Regions from separate parts of the Mus musculus genome. Here all the other regions are linked to region 3. The links are chromatin contacts, called in public Hi-C and HiChIP or PLAC-seq maps. All regions are on one chromosome and are shown on one strand. Each heading gives the region's core, a stretch centred on a gene start, on an enhancer-like site or on the middle of the called end of the contact. The rest is flanking DNA. Distances are from core to core; before and after follow the strand shown. Region 1 overlaps Lhfpl2 (lipoma HMGIC fusion partner-like 2). Region 2 overlaps Lhfpl2 (lipoma HMGIC fusion partner-like 2). Region 3 overlaps Arsb (arylsulfatase B). Region 4 overlaps Lhfpl2 (lipoma HMGIC fusion partner-like 2). Region 5 overlaps Lhfpl2 (lipoma HMGIC fusion partner-like 2). Region 6 holds the start of Scamp1 (secretory carrier membrane protein 1). Region 7 overlaps Lhfpl2 (lipoma HMGIC fusion partner-like 2).

Evidence for each region. A called contact is a pair of places that touch in the nucleus more often than the background predicts. HiChIP or PLAC-seq counts read pairs in DNA pulled down with a chosen protein or histone mark.
Region 1: a Hi-C map of bone marrow-derived macrophages shows a contact between it and region 3, with 30 read pairs. The contact joins two enhancer-like sites. A contact is called at or near these places in 1 of 484 Hi-C or Micro-C datasets (bone marrow-derived macrophages), 2 of 115 datasets of contacts at active chromatin or transcription factors (CD8 T cells and microglia) and 2 of 9 other capture datasets (adipose tissue and embryonic stem cells).
Region 2: a Hi-C map of bone marrow-derived macrophages shows a contact between it and region 3, with 23 read pairs. The contact joins two enhancer-like sites. A contact is called at or near these places in 2 of 15 datasets of contacts at CTCF or cohesin (the NIH/3T3 cell line and large pre-B cells), 5 of 484 Hi-C or Micro-C datasets (bone marrow-derived macrophages, cerebral cortex, forebrain and 2 more) and 4 of 115 datasets of contacts at active chromatin or transcription factors (acute myeloid leukemia, effector CD8 T cells, fibro-adipogenic progenitors and 1 more).
Region 4: a contact with region 3 is called in a Hi-C map of bone marrow-derived macrophages, with 19 read pairs. The contact joins two enhancer-like sites. A contact is called at or near these places in 1 of 15 datasets of contacts at CTCF or cohesin (the NIH/3T3 cell line), 4 of 484 Hi-C or Micro-C datasets (bone marrow-derived macrophages, embryonic stem cells and nephron progenitors), 2 of 115 datasets of contacts at active chromatin or transcription factors (CD8 T cells and bone marrow-derived macrophages) and 2 of 9 other capture datasets (embryonic stem cells and liver).
Region 5: a Hi-C map of bone marrow-derived macrophages shows a contact between it and region 3, with 2.0 times the contacts expected there. The contact joins two enhancer-like sites. A contact is called at or near these places in 2 of 15 datasets of contacts at CTCF or cohesin (the NIH/3T3 cell line and stem cell-derived epiblast-like cells), 10 of 484 Hi-C or Micro-C datasets (the G1E-ER4 cell line, bone marrow-derived macrophages, embryonic stem cells and 3 more) and 3 of 115 datasets of contacts at active chromatin or transcription factors (T-cell acute lymphoblastic leukemia, bone marrow-derived macrophages and microglia).
Region 6: a contact with region 3 is called in an H3K4me3 HiChIP or PLAC-seq map of bone marrow-derived macrophages, with 2.7 times the contacts expected there. The contact joins the promoter of Scamp1 here to the enhancer-like site in region 3. A contact is called at or near these places in 6 of 39 promoter capture datasets (the 3T3-L1 cell line, 3T3-L1-derived adipocytes, cranial neural crest and 2 more) and 4 of 115 datasets of contacts at active chromatin or transcription factors (astrocytes, bone marrow-derived macrophages and stem cell-derived neural progenitor cells).
Region 7: a Hi-C map of bone marrow-derived macrophages shows a contact between it and region 3, with 21 read pairs. The contact joins two enhancer-like sites. A contact is called at or near these places in 1 of 15 datasets of contacts at CTCF or cohesin (the NIH/3T3 cell line), 5 of 484 Hi-C or Micro-C datasets (ECoMG-derived neutrophils, the G1E-ER4 cell line, bone marrow-derived macrophages and 1 more), 15 of 115 datasets of contacts at active chromatin or transcription factors (the NIH/3T3 cell line, T-cell acute lymphoblastic leukemia, bone marrow-derived macrophages and 9 more) and 2 of 9 other capture datasets (adipose tissue and liver).

The regions. Positions count from the first base shown.
Region 1 is chr13:94,097,267-94,100,042 of GRCm38.p6, forward strand. All of the region lies in intron 1 of Lhfpl2 (lipoma HMGIC fusion partner-like 2), which reads left to right. Among named protein-coding and RNA genes, the nearest start is that of Lhfpl2, 41 kb to the left of the region's middle. Within about 2 kb of position 1,310, at least 110 of the 459 cell types and tissues checked have an H3K27ac peak or open chromatin away from gene starts, as enhancers often do. A contact at or near this core is called in bone marrow-derived macrophages, where this site is marked.
Region 2 is chr13:94,142,077-94,145,270 of GRCm38.p6, forward strand. The region is part of intron 2 of Lhfpl2 (lipoma HMGIC fusion partner-like 2); the gene reads left to right. Among named protein-coding and RNA genes, the nearest start is that of Lhfpl2, 86 kb to the left of the region's middle. Within about 2 kb of position 1,350, at least 62 of the 459 cell types and tissues checked have an H3K27ac peak or open chromatin away from gene starts, as enhancers often do. A contact at or near this core is called in bone marrow-derived macrophages, where this site is marked.
Region 3 is chr13:93,814,622-93,817,809 of GRCm38.p6, forward strand. The region is part of intron 4 of Arsb (arylsulfatase B); the gene reads left to right. Among named protein-coding and RNA genes, the nearest start is that of Mir5624, 25 kb to the left of the region's middle. Within about 2 kb of position 1,675, at least 23 of the 459 cell types and tissues checked have an H3K27ac peak or open chromatin away from gene starts, as enhancers often do. A contact at or near this core is called in bone marrow-derived macrophages, where this site is marked.
Region 4 is chr13:94,121,202-94,124,328 of GRCm38.p6, forward strand. The region is part of intron 2 of Lhfpl2 (lipoma HMGIC fusion partner-like 2); the gene reads left to right. Among named protein-coding and RNA genes, the nearest start is that of Lhfpl2, 65 kb to the left of the region's middle. Within about 2 kb of position 1,855, at least 37 of the 459 cell types and tissues checked have an H3K27ac peak or open chromatin away from gene starts, as enhancers often do. A contact at or near this core is called in bone marrow-derived macrophages, where this site is marked.
Region 5 is chr13:94,189,171-94,191,962 of GRCm38.p6, forward strand. Lhfpl2 (lipoma HMGIC fusion partner-like 2) reads left to right here. Exons shown (of 4, transcript NM_172589.2): 4 at 2,678-2,792. LOC115488151 (a long non-coding RNA gene) reads left to right here. Exons shown (of 2, transcript XR_003950582.1): 2 at 1-432. Among named protein-coding and RNA genes, the nearest start is that of Scamp1, 95 kb to the right of the region's middle. Within about 2 kb of position 1,416, at least 47 of the 459 cell types and tissues checked have an H3K27ac peak or open chromatin away from gene starts, as enhancers often do. A contact at or near this core is called in bone marrow-derived macrophages, where this site is marked.
Region 6 is chr13:94,283,769-94,286,957 of GRCm38.p6, forward strand. It overlaps Scamp1 (secretory carrier membrane protein 1), which reads right to left and starts at 1,513. Exons shown (of 9, transcript NM_029153.1): 1 at 1,452-1,513. The coding sequence starts at 1,508.
Region 7 is chr13:94,168,084-94,171,124 of GRCm38.p6, forward strand. The region is part of intron 2 of Lhfpl2 (lipoma HMGIC fusion partner-like 2); the gene reads left to right. Among named protein-coding and RNA genes, the nearest start is that of Lhfpl2, 110 kb to the left of the region's middle. Within about 2 kb of position 1,413, at least 27 of the 459 cell types and tissues checked have an H3K27ac peak or open chromatin away from gene starts, as enhancers often do. A contact at or near this core is called in bone marrow-derived macrophages, where this site is marked.

The DNA.
Region 1 (2,776 bases), core at 60-2,559, 280 kb after region 3:
CCTTCACAGCTGTCTTGTTTGGGCTCTCAGTCTTGGGTTCACATAGGAGTCAGCTCTTGACCCACCAGCCATACTTCACGCCAGTTGTGTGTGCCCAACAGAACTGTTGGAAGATACGATGACTGCATGCTGCCTCCTGACTTAACCGTTCTGCCTATGCAGCCTCAACGAACCACTTTCCTTTTCACTCCATGTCCCTGGATGCAAGGCTTCCATTGGCTTCTTATCTTGCCCAATACTTGGTTTTAATAAGCTTAATTATTTCAAAAGCACATCTTGTTTAATAATCACCAGAAAACCGTTCCTCCGAAAAAACCAGGAAGGCAGCAGTGGCGATGTTCGGGACGTGGTGCAGACAGGATTGCAAATACTTGCTTTGCCTGGCTTTAGGGTCCATGACTACATTGAATTTTCCTTTGTCACCCTATTTCTACCCCAGCCACACTGCCTTGCCTTGGGAGATGACTTGATTGAAAGGCAATGGCAAATTGTGTTTGTGTCTCTACTAGGACCTTAATAGACCGTTTATTCCCAAATGTAAACATATTAGGAAACCTTCAGTTTGGTGACTCATTAGTTTGATGAGGAAAATGTCCTAATAAAGATAAAGAAACTGTAACTGGTTTTTAAAGCTGCAGAGGAAAAAATGTTGGGGCATTTGAGGTCAACTGCTTACCCCTGTTCTTTCGATCTCATTTAGTGTTTGCTCATGGGAACAGACAGATTGGTCTCAGGGGTGATCTGTGTCTTTCTTTTCTAAACTAATGTACCATTCATGGATGCTTCATTTCCTGAGTTTCTTTCTGCATAGGCAGAAGCCTGGGATGAGATTTCCCAAAAATAACCGGCAGCTTTCCCTTTCCTCCTACAAGTATCCCGAGGTTGGCAACGAGTGCAGCTTGCTTTTATCAGATGTAAAGGGTCAGTGGTGGCTAAATAGAATCAGAGGCTCCTGCTTGTCGGAACTGTCTAGCCGTAGTTACATAGGCAGAACCTGTATCATCCACTTGGAGAAAGTCTCTTAGCACTAGTAGGATTTTATGTTGTGCTACATCATTTTGCTAAGGCTAAATGTGCCAGTGTGTTTGATACCACTGCTTCTAGACTTTGTTAGAATGCTTGTCAAACAGGAAACATAAAGATCCAAATGTCACTTTCATTGTGACATAACTTGAAGGTATTGCCGCACACCCCTCTCCCCGCCCCACTTCTTCTTCTGGTTACTGGCTGGGTCTTGCTGGACTAGGGGAAGATAGAGAAAGCACAAAGAGTCAGAATGAGTCAGTCAGTTAGCTGTCGTGAAGCCACGTGTGTGAAAGTGTGAGCATTTGCATAATGATGCAAGAGCACGTGGTCGTGGATGTGACAAGCTGTCTCACAGTGGTCCCAGTATATTCTAGTTAAATAGCTTTCTAATGACACCCGGTAATGAAGTGCTTTTTCTAAGCTGTGGTCTTGCCTATGCTGTAGATCATACTCTGCCACACTCTCCAGTATCCTGATGGCATTCTGGGTGCCTTTAACTTGTGGTAATCGGCAGACGAGCCAGCCCTAGGAGCAACAGGAAGGCTCTGCCAGCAGCTATCGTGAGGCAGTTGTGCTCACAGTTTTGTGTGTCCTGCCAGGGGCACAGCGCGTGGTGTGTTGGTGGAAATAGGCCAGAGCTGCTCAGAGACTGCAGGGCGGGGGGCAGAGAGGAGCCTACCCATCTGTTCACGCCAGGTTGGGACGAGGCAGGGCAAAGAGGTCAAGAGTTGGGTAGCGTCTGAGCTGAGCCATGATTGATTCAGTCCATGTCTGTTTTGGATCCCTGTCCCTACATGTGACTTTCTAACTTTGTAATGAAGCTTTAAATCCCCCACTTTCTAACTAGGAGCTGGGTGTGGTGGAAAGCCAGATCTGGGTCACTCAAACTGACTTTGAGTCCTGGGAGCCACCTAACATCCGCTTGACCTTCCCGAGCAATTACATCAAAAAGATAATAAGCTCTTGCACATGTGGCTGACAGGAATAAGTGAGATATGTAACCACATTTATCCACCCCGCCCTCCAAAGGTGAATGTCAAGGAATGAAAGATGCTTGATAAAGCAGGAAGACGGGGTTAGTCGGGATGACGAGAAGGCACCGTTTGTTAATAGTGCCGGCGTTATTTTAAGTGTTTTCTTGCCATTTGGTCGCTCATACAAACTGGGTTAGTATTTCATCCTCACCTGAGAGTTGGGAACTCTGAGGCTGTAGCAGCTACAGTTTTATTAGTCTCATCCACCTGGCTCCACTGCTCTTATTATATACGAGGATGTCAGCAATGGCACCTCAGATCTCTGCAGGCCTCCATCTCTGGAAAAACCCCCGTCCTCAGGAGAAAAGGCGGGAGATGGCTGAGACTGGAGAAGAAAGGTCACGTGAGCACAGAACAGCAGTACCTGCCCAGGGTTACTAACTCATGTGTGGCTGGATTGGGACTCAAACTTTTCTCCCTTTGACTTTTGTGTTTACACTGATCGAGAATCCTTTGAAAAATGGTTTCTGCTAAAATTTGTTAGTGTGGGACAGACACAAGGATGTTAGTCACGTTTCTAGAGGAACTCTGGTCAGAAGGGCAGATCTAGCCCGGAGCCACATAGCTCACTTCAGAGGGCTTCACGCGAGCTGGAAATGTAGTGAGGTGTCTGTTTTCTGGGCCCCTTGGAACTGGGGCTTGATTTGCAGTTCCTCCTGAGAGTCTAGAAGCACCAGGCGAAACACGAGGTGCCAAGGCATTCATGGAGGTCACAC
Region 2 (3,194 bases), core at 100-2,599, 330 kb after region 3:
CGTAGGGCTCACTGGACATCCCGGCAACTAACTCAGGAATGCCCTTTGCTTGGTGATAAGACCAGGGCTTCTGTAAGTAGCAGTGGACTGGACGTATCTGACCCAGTTCCTGAGAGCCACAGCATATTTCCCACTCAGAAACGGAAGCCTCCCAAGGAGCCTCCTGGAGAAAGCAAACCCCACCCCATCCCCGAGGTGGGGTGGTAATGGGAGGCCTGTTAGAGACTGCTGCCTTCTCTCTTAAGGCTGCATCAGAGCCATCGCCGTAGAGCAGAATTCATTTCAGAAGGGACTGCAAGTAATTGGACACAAGCTTAATGACGTAGTTGTTTAAAACAATCCAAAAGTGGCCGAGTTACTTACTTTCTGCAACTTAAAGATTCTGGAGTTACATGGTGGCCCCCCTCTTTTTCCAACACAGGAATATATTTTTAAAAAGAAAAGTGCTTTAAAACACATACACACACACACACACAGAGTAGTCTGATTTTTTTCTGTGTGTGTGTGCTAGGCAGGCAGGATGTGTGAGGGACTATGGCCCTGGGTCCTGCTTTCCAAGGTTTCTTTTCTTTGTTGGGGGTCAGGGGTGCTAGGATCAAATTCAGGGCTCCAGGCACGGAAGGCAAGCCCTGCACTACTAAGCCATGTTCCTGGCCAATGAAAGGTGTTGGTTTTGTTTTTAATGGGTTTTTAGCTTAGTCATTCATGTGTTTATTTCCTATTTCCCCTTCCCTGTGTCACTGGATCATCCACTCGTGGACAGCTTGGGACCCGTTTTCGTAACTTTATCAGGGACCAGGTCTTTCAAACCTCACTGTAAGAGTATCTTAAGGGACTCCCACTCCTCCAAGAGCTTTGTCCCTAGAGTGGCAAGGAGCCTCAGAAAGAGTGGACAGGCCACAGCAGAGTACACAAGGCATGGCTTCTCAAATGCGACTTTCATTGGAAATGGGAGGCCATGGAGGCTCCATTGGGCCCTGGCCCTAGCTCTGGTTCGGTAATCAAGGAATACTTGGAAAATGCTACCTCCCCCATACACCCCCCAGTTCCCAACCCCCACTCCTCCCACCGCCACACACCAGACGCTCTTCCTCAGGCTTCCCACCACTCCCACCCAGAGACCCTAATGATTGCTCGTTTTCAAGGCAGGTCCTGGGAAATGGCACACATGAGATTGAAGTGAAGTGGAGATGCAGGGGTGGCTGAGAGGCAAGATTGCAGACTCAGGGTGATTTATCAAGCAGGTCATTAAGGGACAGGCTCCCAGCTTCCTCTAAGTGGGAGGCAAAGAGTCTTCTGTCCCTTTGTTCTTCCTGCCAAGATTGGTGCTGTTTTCCTTCATGGGGACCTCGGGCTCTACCCAGACGCGTCCCTGACACGTCCCTCGATAGCTCTGTCTGCCACTGCTAGAGGTCAGCATTGCTCCTTCCTTACCAAGGCTGCAGGCGCATCGCAGGCAGCGGGAGCTTTCTTGTTGCCAAGGGCTAAGGGTGCAGAGTAAAAGGGTGGAGTCTGCCTGGCAGGCATCATGGGGGTCAGCCCTGCAGAACCCCTTTAATAAGGCCCTGTCCAGCCCACAGAGGAAGAGCTTGTTTGGGGTGTAGCTTACTTTTAAATGCTGTGATTAGAGACCATGACCAAAGTAACTTACAAAAGAAATCATTTAAATGAGGGCTTGCTCACAGTTTCAGAGGGTGAATTCATGACCATTATGGCAGGAGAGGGGCGGCAGGCAGGCAGGCAGGCAGGCAGGCAGGCAGGGCACTGGAGCAGTAGCTGAGAGCTTCCACATTGGCACAACCCTGAAAGCGGGGTTGGGGGCATGAGCCTGTGTGCTAACCAGGAATAGTTTTGAAACTTCAAAGTGACAGTAGTGAGTGAATGCTTAAAGAGATGCCACAGATAAAAACACTCCCAGAGACCTCCCGGCTCAGAGATGCCAGACACGACATAGTTCTGAACGGCTCCTGCTGCTGACCACCAGGCCCTCGGCAGTTTGAGAGGGACAACTGAGTCCAGAGCTGTGACTGATATTTTGGAACTGAGAGGAGGAGCTTGGTCGGAAGCTGTCGACTGAGGGAAGACGCATCATGTTTCTTCTGTCCGTTTTGCAGTGTTGGCAGATAAAATTCTGCAGCCTCAGGATCACCAGTTAGAGCCTTTTTAAGGAAACAAACAAGACAGTGACCCAGTTCAGTCCCTCTTCATTTATAACACTGTGCATGAACCAAACAGTACCAGAGGTGACTGGAAGCTTTCCATACCATGGCTTAGTTAACGTAAAAACATGCCTCCTTAGCACACAGGCAGTGTGGGTCATGCTTGTCAGTTGCTTAGCATTTGCTGGTATAAAATGAATGCAAAATGGGGAAGGGAGGGGAAAGAAGGAAAGAGAGTGTTGGGGGGGGTTCATCTGTGCATTTTGAAGACCACCTGTCTTAATCAGCTTTGAGCCACTCAGCTTTTCTGGAGAGTCACACAGCCTGTGTGACATACTAGGAGATCATTCACTACTGAGCTGTGTGGTCCCGACCGAGTGCCCTGTGAGATCAGAGAAAGGGGAGGTTTGCGTGGGCTGACACAGAATGAAAAGTACTTACTAACTTTGAAGAGAGACAGACGAAAACTTAAAAAAAAAAAAATAATAACAACAGTGATGTGTTTGGCCGGTTCTTACAGAAGCTTGGTGAGTGAGGTGAGGCGGGGGAGGGTGGGGGAGAACCCGGAGCAGGGATGTGACAGCTGTGTGGTTTTACGCCTTACTCCAGCCTCCATCTCAGGTGCTGATGCTCACGGCCTGGCCCTCGCCCACCACAGGCTAAAGTACCTTATTATCTGACCCAGTGTTGACCATATGGCAGGCCTTTTCCAGAGAGGTTGAGGGTGGTAGTCAGAGGAGATAGAAAAGTGGCTCAGATAACGAATATATTCCGAGTGCCAACTGTGTTAATGAGTACCTCACCGTCACTGCTCACTGTCACTGAGGCATTCTGCATACTCGCCATGTGTCAAGCCCTTACCTTCTATTTCCTACCATACGGCAATGAAGAAATAGTAACTGCTTCAGGGGCCTCTCTCTCTCTCTCTCTCTCTCTCTCTCTTGAAAAAGATTGATTTATTATTATAAATAAGTACACTGTAGCTGTCTTCAGACACACCAGAAGAGGGCATCAGATCTCATTATGGGTGGTTGT
Region 3 (3,188 bases), core at 425-2,924:
CCGTGGCCTTTTTGAGTTCATTATTAATGGAAGAGGGTATTGAACTGGGCACATTTATTGACTAAATTGCAGGAAGCTTTCTAATTGTTTCGAGTTATTTTCTCCGCTCCCTTTGTGTTTCATTTTAAAGGTCACAGTTATGATGGCTCTGTTTCTGACTAGTCCCACAACTTCCTGTGGCTTCAGCTCCCTCTGAGGCCAGAGGGGTCTTCGGTTGCACAAGCTTCACAGGAAGTTGAGTGAGGATGAAGGTAGATTATAGAGAGTGGAATGAGAACCTAGAAAGCGCAGGTGTACAAAGTAAAGCCACGGCGCATGCGCCACGCCGTGCCGTTCACGGTTGTCTGGTCTGTTCACATCTGTGTGTCCTCCAGTAACAGCCTCAGCAAGTGTTTCCAGAGGTTACTCCTATCAATCAGGCTAATCGATAACATATAACTGTCCACTCTGCAAAGCAGTGTTACTTGGACAATGTGTTGCTTGGACAAGGTAGTCTTGTCCAAACATGACTGCAAGGATGAGCTGATAACAAGATTCTACTTCGGAGGAACCAAGTAAAGTTAGGAACTAGTTCAGAAAGGTTCTGGTGAACCGCAGCTCGGAGGAACCCTTGAGATGAGTGCGAGCGGCAGCTGCTGTGAGAGTAACCAGCAGTTGTTGGGGTGCCGCCTTCTTTCTGCCAGTCAGGGCCCCAGCCCGTGGGTGGTGTCGCCTCTGTTCAGAGTGTCCTCCCTCCTTGGTTAGAAGGACACTGGTCAACACTACTCAGAGGCGTGATTCTGAATCCGTGTCAGGTGGAGAATGGAAACTGTGTCCCTTGTCAGCTCCATCAATCATGTCCCTTTAAATTATAACATTGTGTCCCTGTCCTCTGAAAGAGTCACGTGCTGACCCCTGATTTACACATAAAAAAGTTTCAAGTTCTGCCTCCAAGAGCTTAAGACAAGCCATCCAACCAACCTGCTAGTAGTATATGACTTTTTTTTTTATTAGAAAAAGTATTTGCTTTTATTAGTGTTTATAAAGCATCCAGAGTAGGATAAAGTTTATCATTTATGACTATCATTTTCATTTTTTTCCATTTTTTAATTAGGTATTTAGCTCATTTACATTTCCAATGCTATATCAAAAGTCCCCCATACCCACCCAACCCCACTCCCCTACCCACCCACTCCCCCTTTTTGGCCCTGGCGTTCCCCTGTACTGGGGCATATAAAGTTTGCAAGTCCAATGGGCCTCTCTTTGCAGTGATGGCCGACTAGGCCATCTTTTGATACTTATGGAGCTAGAGACAAGAGCTCCGGGGTACTGCTTAGTTCATATTGTTGTTCCACCTATAGGGTTGCAGTTCCCTTTAGTTCCTTGGGTGCTTTCTCTAGTTCCTCCATTGGGGGCCCTGTGGTCCATTCAATAGCTGACTGTGAGCATCCACTTCTGTGTTTGCTAGGCCCTGGCATAGTCTCTTCTTAATTTAAGAAAATTATTTTGTCGCTAGGCTGTGGTGGTGCACGCCTTTAATCCCAGCACTTGGGAGGCAGAGGCAGGTGGGTTACTGAGTTTGAGGCCAGCCTGGTCTACAGAGTGAGTTCCAGGACAGCCAGGGCTATACAGAGAAACCCTGTCTTGACAAAACCAAAAAAAAAAAAAAAAAAGGAAGTTATTTTGTCCCTCCCTGACTCCAGTTGTCACTAATGGAAATGCACATGAGCAGTATAGAGGCCAGTGTTGGTAGCCAGAGGAAGAAAGGGCCAGGTAACAGTAGTTTATTATTAGTTAGCAGAAAGTGGATGGGTGGGAGGTGCCCTGGGTCTGGAGTCTTTAAACAGAGTATCATAGGTAAAGGAAACATTTAAGTCTCAAGGGGACAGCAAACTGGTGTTCGAATGACAAAAGGCTTCATACTGTTTACCTTCATCCTTTCCATAGTATAAAAATGGACATTTGTTTACTCTGTAGTTTTGTGGTATTTTTTTTCCCCTAAGGGAGAAAACTGAGAGCGTCTAAATTTTCGCTGCTGAAGCATCCAAACAGCTATGTTCTTCCCCATTTGGCTATGTACATGTAGAATTCTCCCTGAGGGCAGTGGTAAGGGCTGTATATGTGTGTGTCATAAAGCCTTTGCTCCTAACGTGAGAGAGCTCCAGGGCTAGCTCATGGTGAGCGTGTCCCAGATCCCTCTCCTCTGTGGGCTTCGCCCCGAGGCCACTGTGGCTGCCTACTGTGCCTCAAGCCTGCTGAGGGAAGTCCACAGCCCCTGCCTCCGCAGGTTATCAGCCGCTCCTCCCTGATGAGAGGGCCTGGGAACCAGGGCTGAGGCTGGGCTCTGCCCTGCTGGACTTGTTATCCTTTCTTTTCTCTCTTCATTCTCTGCTTTCAGAAGCATCAGATCCCCCCTCCAGGACTAAAGCAATAAGGAACGTATTTGCAAGCATCCCCGGTTGCTTCTCTTGCTGACTTTGGCACTTGAGTACATGCAACAACCAACTCTGGACACAAAAATGCTGCCTTCCAGGCTTGGTTCCTCTCCTGCAGAGCAACCCTAACCTCACAGGGCTCTTGTCTTCTGTTTTCTTAATGAGAAAATAGTTTAGGGATTATTGGCGCTGCAGGTTTACTCTTTTCTTGTGTTTTCACTCTTAATCATCTGCAGTCTCTATGATCTCATGTCTTCTTGTTTCAGTATGGCTACATCTAACCAACAACTCAATAGTGGGGGTGGGGGTGGGGGTGGGGGGAGATGGCTCAGCAGGCAATGGCTGCTCTCCCAGAGGACCTATGTTTGGATTTCCTTCCTACCTTCCCTCCTTCCCTCCCTCCCTCCTTCCCTCCCTCCTTCCTTCCATCCCTCCTTGCTTCCCTCCCTCCTTCCTTCCCTCCCTCCTTCCTTCCCTCCCTCCTTTTTCCCTCCCTTCTTCCTTCCCTCTCTCCTTCCTTCCCTCCTTCCTTTCCTCTCTCCCTCCTTCCCTCCCTCCCTCCTACCCTCCCTCCCTCCTTCCTTCCCTCCCTCCTTTTTCCCTCCCTCCTTCCTCCCCTTCCTCCCTCCTTCCTTCCCTCTCTCCTTCCTTCCCTCCTTCCTTCCCTCTCTCCCTCCTTCCCTCCCTCCCTCCTACCCTCCCTCCCTCCTTCCTTCCCTCCCTCCTGTTTTCCCTCCCTCCTTCCTTCCTTCCCTCCTTCCTTCCCTCCCTCCC
Region 4 (3,127 bases), core at 605-3,104, 310 kb after region 3:
AGCAACCGAGAGCTCACATTCTCATCTACAAGTAGGAAGCAGATAGATAAACCGGGCCTGGTGTGAGCTTTAAAAACTCAAAGCTGGCCCATAGTGACACACAAGGCCTACCTCCTAATCCTTTCCAAACAGTTCCACCAACTAGATACCAAGCATTAAAACATATGAACCTATGGAAGCCATTTTCATTCAAACCACCACGCCAGTGATAAGCCCTAGTTTGCTAGACTCAATGTACTACCAATTGGGTCACATCAGTTATTATTGCAAAGAGTTCATACTAGTGTCAGATAAATGGCATTGAGTTTAATACTCTAATGTTTTTCTTCAGTTCTGATCTACTTTGTTCTGTTGCTGCTCAGGAAAAATTTCAGAGCTCTGCATTGTAGAATAGTCTTCCCCTGTTAGCCTCTCTGTAGACCATTTTAAGTCCTATATCATTTCTCTCAGAATGGGGACGTAGACGTGGCCAATTTAAATAACCCTGATTTATTGCTTGATGATCACTCTTACAGAGGGATTGCCAGAAAGAAAGTTGGAAACGATTCAGTCACAGGTGATTAATGATTGAGTAGATTTTAATTTACAAAGGTCACCTTTGGAAAATATTAGTAGCAGGGGTTGGATACCCCCTTGCAGCATGCATTAGGAAAATCAAGGCAATAGGTAGTTGAATGTGTCACTAAAAAGCGATCGTTCTGTTTCTCAAAAGAGAGAGGCCTGTTCACCTCTGTCCTCTCAGGGTCCTGTGAGTGTTACAACCTTGGCAGTGAGCTTAGATCACCCTGGCAGTGAACCAGGGTCCAGTGTAGGTTCTAGTCCAGCCTAGACTGTCCAGTAGGGCCTGCTGCATGCAGAGGGTTTAGGCAGGGCATTCCTACAAATACCATCCTCTCTGTAGAAAAGCCATTGTTTTGGTTTACAGGCTTTGAGAAAGGATGTATTTTTCCTGTGATCTGTCTTGCGCTGCTGACTACCCGAGCATTACTAGGCTCTAGCAACAGCGCTGTGGGGAGGCTTGAACCTTTTAATGAGAATCACAAACACTTGTGAGTCATAAAATGAATGATTCGAGCAGCAACCTTCTCATTGGAAGGCAAGGGCTGGTTTGAAACAGATGGTGTCCTGGGCAGGCAGGGTAAATGTTTGCACCTTATCACACTGCTAATCTTTAAGTATTTGTTCCATATTTATTTAGTGGAGATGGGAGAAGCTGTGTTTTCTATTCATAAAAAAATATTTAACCAGACACAGTAGATCCCTGTAATCCTAGGTAGAGGCAGGAAAAATAACAAGACCAAGGTCATCCTTGACTACAGAGTTACAGGTTAGCCTGGGCTACTGAAGAGCCTGTCTCAAAAATATGTATGTGCATATATGTATAGTATACAGATATAGGTACATATGAATGTTAAATATGCATACATATGAATACACATATACACACACACGTGTGTGTGTGTGTGTGTGTGTGTATGTATGTATGTATGTATGTATGTATACACTTTCTGGGCTTAAATCTCTGCTTATAATTAGACGTGTAACTTTGAGTTCTTGACGTGTCTGGCGCCCTTTCCTGTGTGTTAAAGAGGCTTATGGCACAGAATGTTTGAATTGGGTGTTTATAAACCTTGCTTAGAATTTGGCTAGTGATACCATTTTAGACCTGGGATGCCAGGTGCCTGTGAACCAGGTGATGGGGTCTGGTGGGGGTTGGCAGTGAGGTCTGTGTTTGCTCATATCATCCGGGGAAGATAGGCTCAACAGGAAAATACACTCAGCCCTGTGCCGTGAGTAACCAGGGTTTTCACTCTCTTCAGAGGAACCATCTGTTTCAGTTCCCAGGACCGGGAGCCAGACCACGATGCCGACCATGCAGGGAGTCATGTGAGAACCCAGGCTAGCTAAGGGCCCCACATTTTCCATGTGTTCTGTTGACGGTTCAGTTTCCCCGTTGTGGGATGTCACCCTGGATCACTGCCGGGCTGGCTTGTTTCAGCCTGCTCTGGGGAGAAGCCAGTTCCATTTTGCAGTGCCTTGAGGAGCCAAGTCATGTTTGGCCTTGTGATTGATCTCCTATAAAAGCCCCATAAAACCAGCTCTCTCTGGGTCCTTCATGTTAGTTTTAGTTGTGGATTCATCTGAGACCAGCAGTGCCATCTCGATCAGGTCAGACGGAACTACGGATGTCTGAATTGAGTGTGGTCCCACTTCCTGTTGCCTACATTCTCTCTACACGGTAGCAGGCTTCTCTTGAGAAGGAGGAACAGTTGTAGTTTGAGGCAACTCTGGGCATCAACTCTCCTGAACATAAACCTCCTGCATTGGACACCCATGGGCTGGAGGATGGGCTGGGGGCCATGCAGCTTCGTGCCTGAGGCAGGTTTTGGAGCCTCCTGTACTCCACCTCTGTTCCTGGGGATGGCTTCTTCCTTCTCTGGTTTAGGTAGTTGAGGGAAATAAAGACAGAGGCATGTGTATCAAAACAGTCAACCATTGATTGGTTGACCCCTTTCTGGCTCTCTGACACCAGGTCCTGTGTAGGGTTGCTTGGATATGCAGGCTGAGAACCAATTCTCTCAGGCTTTCGCAGACATTCTTTGGACAAATGTCTCACCTCTCATACCTCCTTGGTAGAGAGGCAAGGTGTCCCTGCTCTGCTCTGCTCTGCTCCCTGCCCTGTGGGAATTGTGGGAAGGCTTCAAAGAGGGCAAGTTCAAGTATGTGGTTAGCATTCAGTGGACTTCTATTGGCAGCCCTTGAGGAAAAAAGTTAAAAAAAAAAAAAAAGACTTTTTGGGCTTGAATCCCTTCTTATAATTAGGTGTGTAACTTTGGCCGGGTTTTTGACACCTTGTCTGGCTTTCCCTGTTGTCTCAGGCTGCTAGGAAGGCAGTGTGGCACAACTGTATGTGTGCCTCGTGGGGTAGAGGGAACTAACGCCTAGTGAATCTTAAGAACTATGCTCATAACTGCAACACAGCACAGGAAGGAGAGGTGCCGTTACTGAAAAGTGCCCACAGTTTAAAGTCCCTTGAGTGGCCGGGCGTGGTGGCAGTGCACACCTTTAATCCCAGCACTCGGGAGGCAGAGGCAGGCGGAATTCTGAGTTCAAGGCCAGCCTGGTC
Region 5 (2,792 bases), core at 166-2,665, 370 kb after region 3:
GGACACTTTTTATTCTGGATTCTAACTTTATTATATCTTTTTGGCAAAACAACTTAAACCATCTCCCTTATACTTTCTATCAGTTATTCTAATAAGTTCCTAAAATTATCTGAATCAAATCAGGAAGTCTATAAAATCATTAATTCATCTAAACAGCATTAATCCACGAAAGTGGGTCTGCAGGAAATTTGCCCAATGGGGTGGGTTAATACCCAGGAATCAATCATAACCGACTACAGGCAGAAGGGGTCTTTCTTTGCCCAATCACGCCCTGTCAGAACAATGAGGAACACAGCAATGGCAAACAAGAAGGCACATCAAGAGCAAGAGCAATCCTGGGATGCGGGCTCTGGGGTCCACCTATCCTCTCAGCCATTTTCTGTTTGTACCATTTCTTTCTATTGCCTTATTGCGGTAAGACTTCAAACACAATACTGACTAAAATTGTAGTAGACCTTTATCTCTAGCCCCTAACTCTGGATGTAATTTTCCCCCATTTCCTGTGCACGTTAGAGGTTTTTCATATAAACCCTTAGAGATGTGTTATTGTTGTTGTTTAAGATTTATTTATTTTATATGAGTACACTGTAGCTGCCTTCAGACACACCACAAGAGGGCATCAGAACTCATTACAGATGGTTGTGAGCCACCATGTGGTTGCTGGGAATTGAACTCGGGACCTCTAGAAGAACAGTCAGTGCTCTTAACCTCTCAGCCATCTCTCCAGCCCCAGATGCGTTGTTCTTTGAAGTTTAACATGAAAGGATGTTAAAGTTTGTCAAAGGTCTTTTCCATATCGGCTGAGATGGTGTAGATTTTTGTCCCTACATCTTATTTCTCTGTTGTAGTTTACATTTGTTGAACTGTCCTGGCAGCCCTGGAATTAAAACCAAGATGGCCGTGGTGTTGATGTCTTGGGTGTATGACTGTGTTGAGAACTGTGGGTCTGTGGCTTTTGTTCTCGGGCATGTTCTCATATCTGGTTTTGGTATCAGGGTTAGGGTTAGCATTCCTGACTTTTAAAACTGTAACTGTAGTGGTTGTCCCCGCTGTGCTTTGTGCGATAGTTTGAAGAGCATAGTGTTAGTTCACCCCTACAGTGGCCCAGTGATGGGCTCCTTTTGTTGGGAGACGGTCAGTCTCACTGGACATAAGAGAGCTATTTGTTTTTCTCTTCTAGATTTTCCAATCTCCTAGTGACCCTTAAATTTCACTTGCAGCTGTTATTTTTTTTTTCCTTTTGGCTTGGCTTAAGAGTTGTAGGTCTTGTTTTATTACAGAAATACCATTTACAGACTTTACAAACCACACCCACCCTTTAGGTTTAAGATTGGTACACTTTTATGATGGTGAATCAGGCAGGTCTTGATTCAGGCAAGGCTTGGAATGACAAATGACTCATCCACTTGTGAGCTCTGGAACTGACTCCATCCCCTGCATGAGACTGCTGTCCCCAGCTGTCCACACACAGTGCATTGTCCCTGTTAGCCTTTCACTTACAAAGGCCCCAATCCTTGGTCCTTGTTGCTGCTGCCATCTCTTTAGCTACCACACTAGAGCTTAGTCTGGCCATAGACTAAAACCCGCCCTCCCTTACAGCACAGGGCTGTCAGCTGACATTCTACTGGGAATCATGGTTTCCTTTCCCCTTCTTCGTGAGCTGCTTGTACTGGTGAGTGGCCAGGCCTAGGGTAAGGCCACTACCTAAAGTTGTTTCTCTAGTCCTCACTTAGGTTAGACCAGGCAGGAAACCACCTCTAAATTGTTGAAACCCTGTGACTTGTGAACATGCAGCAGTGAGGGCCAGAACAGTGCTGGCCGAGTGGGGTACGTGTGTGCTGGTGTGTGTGCAGGGCGGAGCTCACTGAAAGCCATTTAGACAGCAAAGTGCCATGACACTGGCAGTTTGTTTCTATAGAGGCGTAGACATACACCTCTCCCCTTGGCATGCAGGTCAAACAATGCTTTTCGTGGGTGTAGGTTAAGAGTTAGTCTTAAGGCTCCTGACTTTTGTCTATAACTAGGCTGAGGCCACAAGGTTCTGAGTGAATTACTTTATACCAGTGATTGGCAAGCTCTGTCAAAAGCTAGATCATAATTTGTGTTTTGCAGGCCAGGTGTTCAGAAGGAAGCATGTCTCTGTTCTAATGTGTTCTAATAAAACTTTATTATGTGTTATTATTGGGTTTGGCATGTATGTATACCGTATGCATGCTTGGTACCTATGGAGGTCAGAAGAGGCTGGCTGTCAGGTCCTCTGGACCGGTAGTGAGCTACCGTTGGGTGCTAGAACCAAACCGTGTGCTGTACAAGAGCAATATGCACTCTTCCTGCGGAGCCATCTCTTCAGACCCTTTGTAAAGCCATATTTGGCCTTAGTAAGCCTCTTAACACCAAGAAACAGGAGCAAACTCACTGGTGGAGTCACATGCCACCATACACAAACTGGCTGGAAATACTAGGTAAGCTCTCTTCCCCCTCATCTAGACTCCATACTTAAAAGTGTGCCTGGTAAAGTGACCTTGGCTATTCAGGTCAGGCTTCTATCCAAGACACTAACACTTTTCTATTGTAGAGTGGATGGCCCCGCCCAAAGCCAGCGACCATAAGGGCCCGGCAGATGCTGCAGGTTGCCTAGGCACCAAAGGCTTCACCTGTTTTCTCTTCTGTCCCTCAGGTCTGTTCCTTATCCTCGGCCTGATCCTCTACCCCGCAGGCTGGGGCTGCCAGAAAGCCATAGACTGTGGACGGTATGCGTCCCCCTACAAACCTGGAGACTGCTCCCTGGGCTG
Region 6 (3,189 bases), core at 263-2,762, 470 kb after region 3:
TTTCATCTCTAATTATTTTTAAATGACACTCACTTGACAAATTATGAAATGTTTCTTTTGGATATCCATAATATCAGAATAATCCAATTTTCACTACATGGAAGTGAGTCCAATAGTAAATGAAACAAAAACTTCAGGGGGTTGAGGGAGCATGGACCGCCCTTTAAAGTGTACCTGAGCCTTTTATCTGCAATTACAGAGTTTGGCAGGCTGAGGTAGAAGGAAAGAAAGTTCCAAAGCCAGGTACACTACCTAGTGAGACCCTGTCTCAAAACAACAATGAAAACCAAAACAAAAAAGCAAATGAATAGATCGGGAGGACCAGGTGTTGAAAGTTACAGTCAACTCAACCATAACAGCTTTCTCTGTAGTTTTGCAAAATGAGTCCAGCTGTCAGGTATAAGGGGGATAACTTCATTAAAAGAATCCTTCATGAAGACATGAGGTTAAAACCATCAGAACAGGGGTGCCTTTTGCTTCAATATTGCAGGTAAGCCACAAAAGGACTAAAAAGAGGTAAACCCAACAGGCCAGAAGCAGCACTTGGGTGCCCACAAATTAGTTCCTACTTCACCTTTGAGACTACAAATTAAAGTTTGAGCTGCACACAGTCAGAGCAATTAAGAAAGAACTAACCAAGCCAACAGTTGGAAGAAATTGCCTTGCTATGCCTCACAGTCTTTAAGAAAACCAAAGTACTTTTCAAGGCAAAGTTCTCGGACGCGGCATTAAATTTTAGAGCAGATGCCTAACATTTAAATGGCCTGCCTAGGCATTTATTTCTATGCCAAGCCCTTCTGAGGCTTGGGATCCGATCAGGTCCACTCCATGAAGGAAAGAGCTCACTCACGTGAGGAACGGAATCCTCAAACAGCTCGGATCCCCGGTGACGCACTCCCAGCTTGGAAAATGGCCCAGGGTCCACCTCCCTAACAGCAGCTAGGTGGGGAGATGCCCGTGTGCACTATTGTTTCCAGATGTTTATTTATTTTTAACTTCTGTTTGATGCCCGTTCCCCTAAACTGGGCCCGGTGGGGAAGGGGGCCTCTGGCAGCGCCACTGGTGGCTCTGGGAGCAACCGAGTTTTGATAATAAAAAACACCCCTTTATCCTTTTATCGCAGCGTCCGTGTATCCGCGCCTCTCTCCCGCACACCTTGGCCGTCACCGGCACGCAGCGCCGGTGCCAGGTCCCCATGACAACCCCAGCCCGGGCGCCCCGGCCTCCCGGCCCCCGCCCCGCGGCCCGCCGTGCCGACCGGACTAGTGGCGGCCACACATGCCCCGCTCCGCTCCGGACCCGGCTCCCGGTCCGGCCGGTCCGCGGCCCGGTGCGAGCCTCCTGGCTGGTGGCGCGGCCAGTGGTGACGCTGCGTCCCGAGACCCTCCCGACAGGGCCTCCACGGCCACCGCGACGCCCAACGCGGGCCAGGGCCGCGGCCGGGCGCTCACCTTGAACGGGTTGTTGAGATCCGGATCCGCAAACGGGTTGCTGTCAAAATCCGACATTGCCCCGGCACTGCGCGTCACCCACCCGAGCCCGGCGCCGAGACACAGACGAGGCGAGGCCGCCGCCCCCCTGCGCGCTCACGTCGCCGCCGCCGCCGCACAGATCCGGGTGCAGCTCGCGGGCCACCGAGCCGGCCGTGCCACTGAGCATGCCCGGTGCGGCGGAGGCCCGCGGCGCCCAGCCATCCGGCCGTCCCTTCCCGCCTGGATCTGCGCTCCGGGCTCTGCCTCCGACCGAAGGGCGAGCGCAGGCGGAGGGCAGGTTCCAAGCCCCGGGCCGTGGACCCACCTAGTGCGGCTTGGGGAAGGGGTGGTGGCCTGTGTAGGGGAGGACGGTGCGCGCAGGTCCCACGTGGCAGGTGGGGGAGACAAGACTTGGAGAGCGAGTAGCTGAGGTGCGAAAACATCCGCCGCAGACACCAAAGATTCCAGACCCCAGAGAGGATAGGAACCCTAAAGCAACTTAAAACATCGCTGCCCGACACACCCCAACCTGGGAAACCCAGCCGGTCCTCCGATCCCAGGTTACTGCGAAGTCACGGAAAGCGGCTTCGCGCTGAGGATCCGGAGTTGCTCCAAGAAAAGGCAACATTCACTGCGGGGAGGGGGGGGGGGCAGCCTCTGTCTCCCATCCTCCCTCCCCACTCATAAATAATGGGGGGTGGGGGCACGTGGGACGGCCGAGTAGGTGGCAGAGTCTATCGACCCAGACCCTCAAGTTACTGATAATGGAAGAGAAATTGTTGACGTTTATTTTCAGGCATTTGGATGCAGAATACACACCTCCTAATATTTGCCTTTTTTCTTCCAAGTGCCGGGAATGATTATTGAAAACTACAGTAAATGACATATCAGTCATTGCACCACCCGGAACTTGTTGAGAGGACATGGCTTTCTCAACTCTATCCTTCCTTCCACTTTTAACAGAAGGGCACTTGGGTGAACCCAGAATTATTTTTATTTGGCAGGGACCTAAGAACTGGAAAAACCCAGATTTAATTATCCATAGCTTTTTGAGGGCCTTGCGCTAGGCAAAGTCACCTAGGCAATAATAACTTTCCCCAATGTGAAAGCGCACCCACCCACCCACGCACAACGTGCTGTAGTCTGGTAGAATCCAGGTTGGGATGACAAAGCAGCTGCTTCTAAGGCAGCCAACTAATTAGGAAGTAGGCATCCAACAGTGATCACCACAAGGTGGAAAGAATCTAAGATTGGGGGCTCTGCTCCCAGATCCTCGGCAGCTGCCTGTACCTGGTTCTGACTCAGGGTTCAGCACCTGTTGAAATCCAAGCTCAACTACAAAAGTTACTTTGTGCTCCTGTGCTAACCTCTCTGAGTGTTAGAGGCTAAAGAATAAGTATGAAAAACTGCGTAAAACGTGCCCCGCATGTCTTTAAATCCAGGTAAATATTGGCTGAACGTGTGCAAACAGCGAGGGTACCTACCCTGCCCCTTGTTCTGTGGGTTGTCTCATCTCTCCTGAACCTGACCTTATCCAGCTGATTCCCATTGTTTGGGCTCTCAATCCTTCCAAGGATCCCCCAGATGACTCAAGTATTCAGACTATTATACTTAACTTCTGTGTTCCAAGCCCATAGAGATCAGCTGAGCATGCAATGCCTGGTGGAAATTTCCAACTGTACTCTCTCTCGCTCTCTCTTTTTTTTTAAGCTAAAGA
Region 7 (3,041 bases), core at 163-2,662, 350 kb after region 3:
TTGGCACACATCACAGCTCTGGGTAGGTGGGTGGGGCACAGTCACCCCAGGCAAGATGAGAACCCCAGCGTCAGCTTCTTTGCAGAGGATCAGAGATGGAGGAAGAGATGCTTGTCCTAGGGGCTGAAAAACTTCATTGGCCCAAAGGAGGTAGGTGCTGAGCACCTTCAGCTCAAAGAACACAGCACTGGCTGGGCCATTTGACCCTTCAACAGTCAGGACACCCATTTTTCTGTAACCTGTATGTTTTATGGGGCCATCAGAGCAAGAACTTGAGAAGCCACCTCTGGTCGTATCTTTTAAGATCTGCAGACAACAGCAGCCATTGGCCTTAGAGATGGAGGCTGTGCTGTGCTTGTGCTTGTGGGGAAAGGTCCCCAGGGATCAGGGAAGTCCCTCGCTGTCCCAGGATTTGCTGGAGAACAGCTGCTCTGCGGATGGAATCCCTTGTTCCCATTAACTTAGGAGCTATCCTGAGTTGGACAGAGAACAGGTGGCTGGCCGCTGGCTGTGTCCTGATCACACTGGGTCACACCCCTTTGTCTTCATAAACTAAGACAGAATGTGGGCGCTGGTTAGAGATGCAGGTCCCCCCAGCACCTCCCTGCAGGAGCCAGGGACTGTCCTTCAAGGTAGAGGAGGGTCTTCTTCACTTTCAGAAGCAAAATCACATGCAGTTGGTTTTATCCAACTGTCTCATGCTTACAGAAGACCTGGAGGATAAAGGCCATTTTGCTAAGCCTTTTGGGGGTTCTTGTGTCTAGGGGAGATGGCAATAATGAAGAAATGGGCCAAGAAACAAATAGTTTGTCCGAAGTACATTAGATGTGCTCCCCCTAAATCAAGGTAGTAAATTGACTGATGTTTGGAGCTTATATTGTTAATTTAATATTTTATTCTTCCATACTTGGAGTTTACCAGCAGAAAAGCATCCTTTTGGTATTTTCAGTGTAAATTACCTAAGCTTTGTGCTTTGAAACCTACATGGTATTTCTTTTCTATAAAGCTGGGAGTGATTGGTGCCTCAAGTTAGGTCACAGGACCCATCCATCTTCAGTCCCTCAGAGACCAAAGCTGGAGCCGGGAGCATCCTTACAGAGTCTGCGCTAAGCAGGTTCCTCAGCTAAGACTGGGCCATCCATTTTACCAGAGCTCTGACCTGGGGCCTCTTCCTTTTGCCCCAGTGATCTGTCAGTCCTCGCCTTCCTTTGCCACTTTCTAGAGTTTTTTCTTTTCATCATCCTCTGGTCGTATCACAGAACTGGATACTGGGGAACCCTGTAGCCTCAGTAGGATGTGGAACAAAGGGATCGCTACCCACCCAAGCTGCTATTTGTGAGTACTCCCTGTGCCCCAAGCGTTATGCTAATCCCATGGTAGCAGTGAGTAATAGCTGGCTCTGTGGCTTGGATGATGTGCTGGTCATTGTCCAGATGCCCACATCTTATTCCTCGCTGCAGCCGTGGGGAGCAGGGCACTGTTCTATTCTGGGGGATGAGGAAGCCAGACGTGCAGAGGCTAAATACAAACAGCCTGTCTGAGACCACAGCTTTTGATTGGCAGAACTGAGCTGGTCTGAGGTCTGTGTATGAAGCTTTGAAAAGCACTGCACCACCCTGTCATGTGGTATGTATGCCCTTCTCCCAGTGTGGTATTGCTTGCTGAGGGCCAGAGAGCAATGTCAGAGGACACCAAGTTTGTCCTTTTCCAGTAGATTCTCTGGATGGCCTGGGGTCTCCAGGCTGATGTTAAGCTATGACCTTCCTGGTTACAGGAAAGCTTTTCTCTGTATAGCAAGTGTCTTCTCCATTCAAGTAAATTCCCCACTTGGAGTTTATCTCCCTTCTTCAGTCTGCTGATCTTTTTAAATTTGTATAGGTTATCAACAAAACACGATTGTGTTACAAGGAGAGTCAGATCTCATTGCTGAGAAGACACCTCCCTCCTAGCTTCAAAGTGGCATCTCTTAGACTAGAACTTCCCAACCTCAGCCACAGGACTCGCCGAGCGAGGGCTCTCTCAAACCCGAGGAGCCATCTCCCACATCTTTTTAAGGATTGGAGTTCCATATCAGCTAGAGAGAACCCTGGGCACAGTGTGCTTGTTGTGTGTGTCTGAGTTTATGTGAAATGGATATGCATAAAGTTGTGCTGGTCCTGAGGTCTGAGTAATGCCCTCCCAGATAAGCAACGGGGATTAAACGCATCACCTCCAAAAGATGCTCATGGGAAATGCGCACACTGAACTTGCAGTGAGCATCCATCTCTGTGACACAGACAGTGGAAAACAAACGTAAGTGACTAGAAGAAAGAGTCAAAAACCCCAGGTGGTTGGGTACTCAGTAAGATGACTGTCCTAGCGTCTTCAGGGGACGTGGGAGTGGGTGGGTAGTTAGGGAGGAAAGACAGACAGCCCTTATCTAGAAACTAACCAAATGCAATTCACGAGCCTCAATGGAGTCACAACTTTAAGAAGGGAAAACAAACTAAAAATGGAGCAGGCTTGGCAAAGTGTGGATGAGGCGTTGGATATGAATAGGCTGTTTTCTTGAGTGCATTGATTGTCTTGTAGCTATGCGAGGAAATGCCCTTATTTTAGGAGGTCTGTGCTAAAGCATTTAAGGATAAATTATTAGACACATCATTTGCAGATGGCTCAAAGAAAAAGTGTATGCATGCTTTACATACATAGGATAGGAAAAAATAAGGGAGAATGTTAGCAAAAAAATGTTGAATCTGGTGTTGGGTTTACAGCTAGCTGTTCCTTGCCTATTCTTGACTATTTACATCCGTGTTCGACATTATTGTAATATAATAATAAGGTGCAAGGTGAGTAAGGACCCTGACCTTGCCTCATTTTCATCAGCCTCTTTGCCAAGCTGGGAGGGTAGGGTGGGAGGCAGTGTTGATTGACACCTCCAGCTCTACCTTCAGAGTAGAGATGAACTTTGTTCCTGGGTATCAGTTCCAGTAATCTAAGAATCTGTCCAGCAGGCCCCGCCTGATTCTTCTGACAATAGGAACTTGGAGAAGATGGAGGCC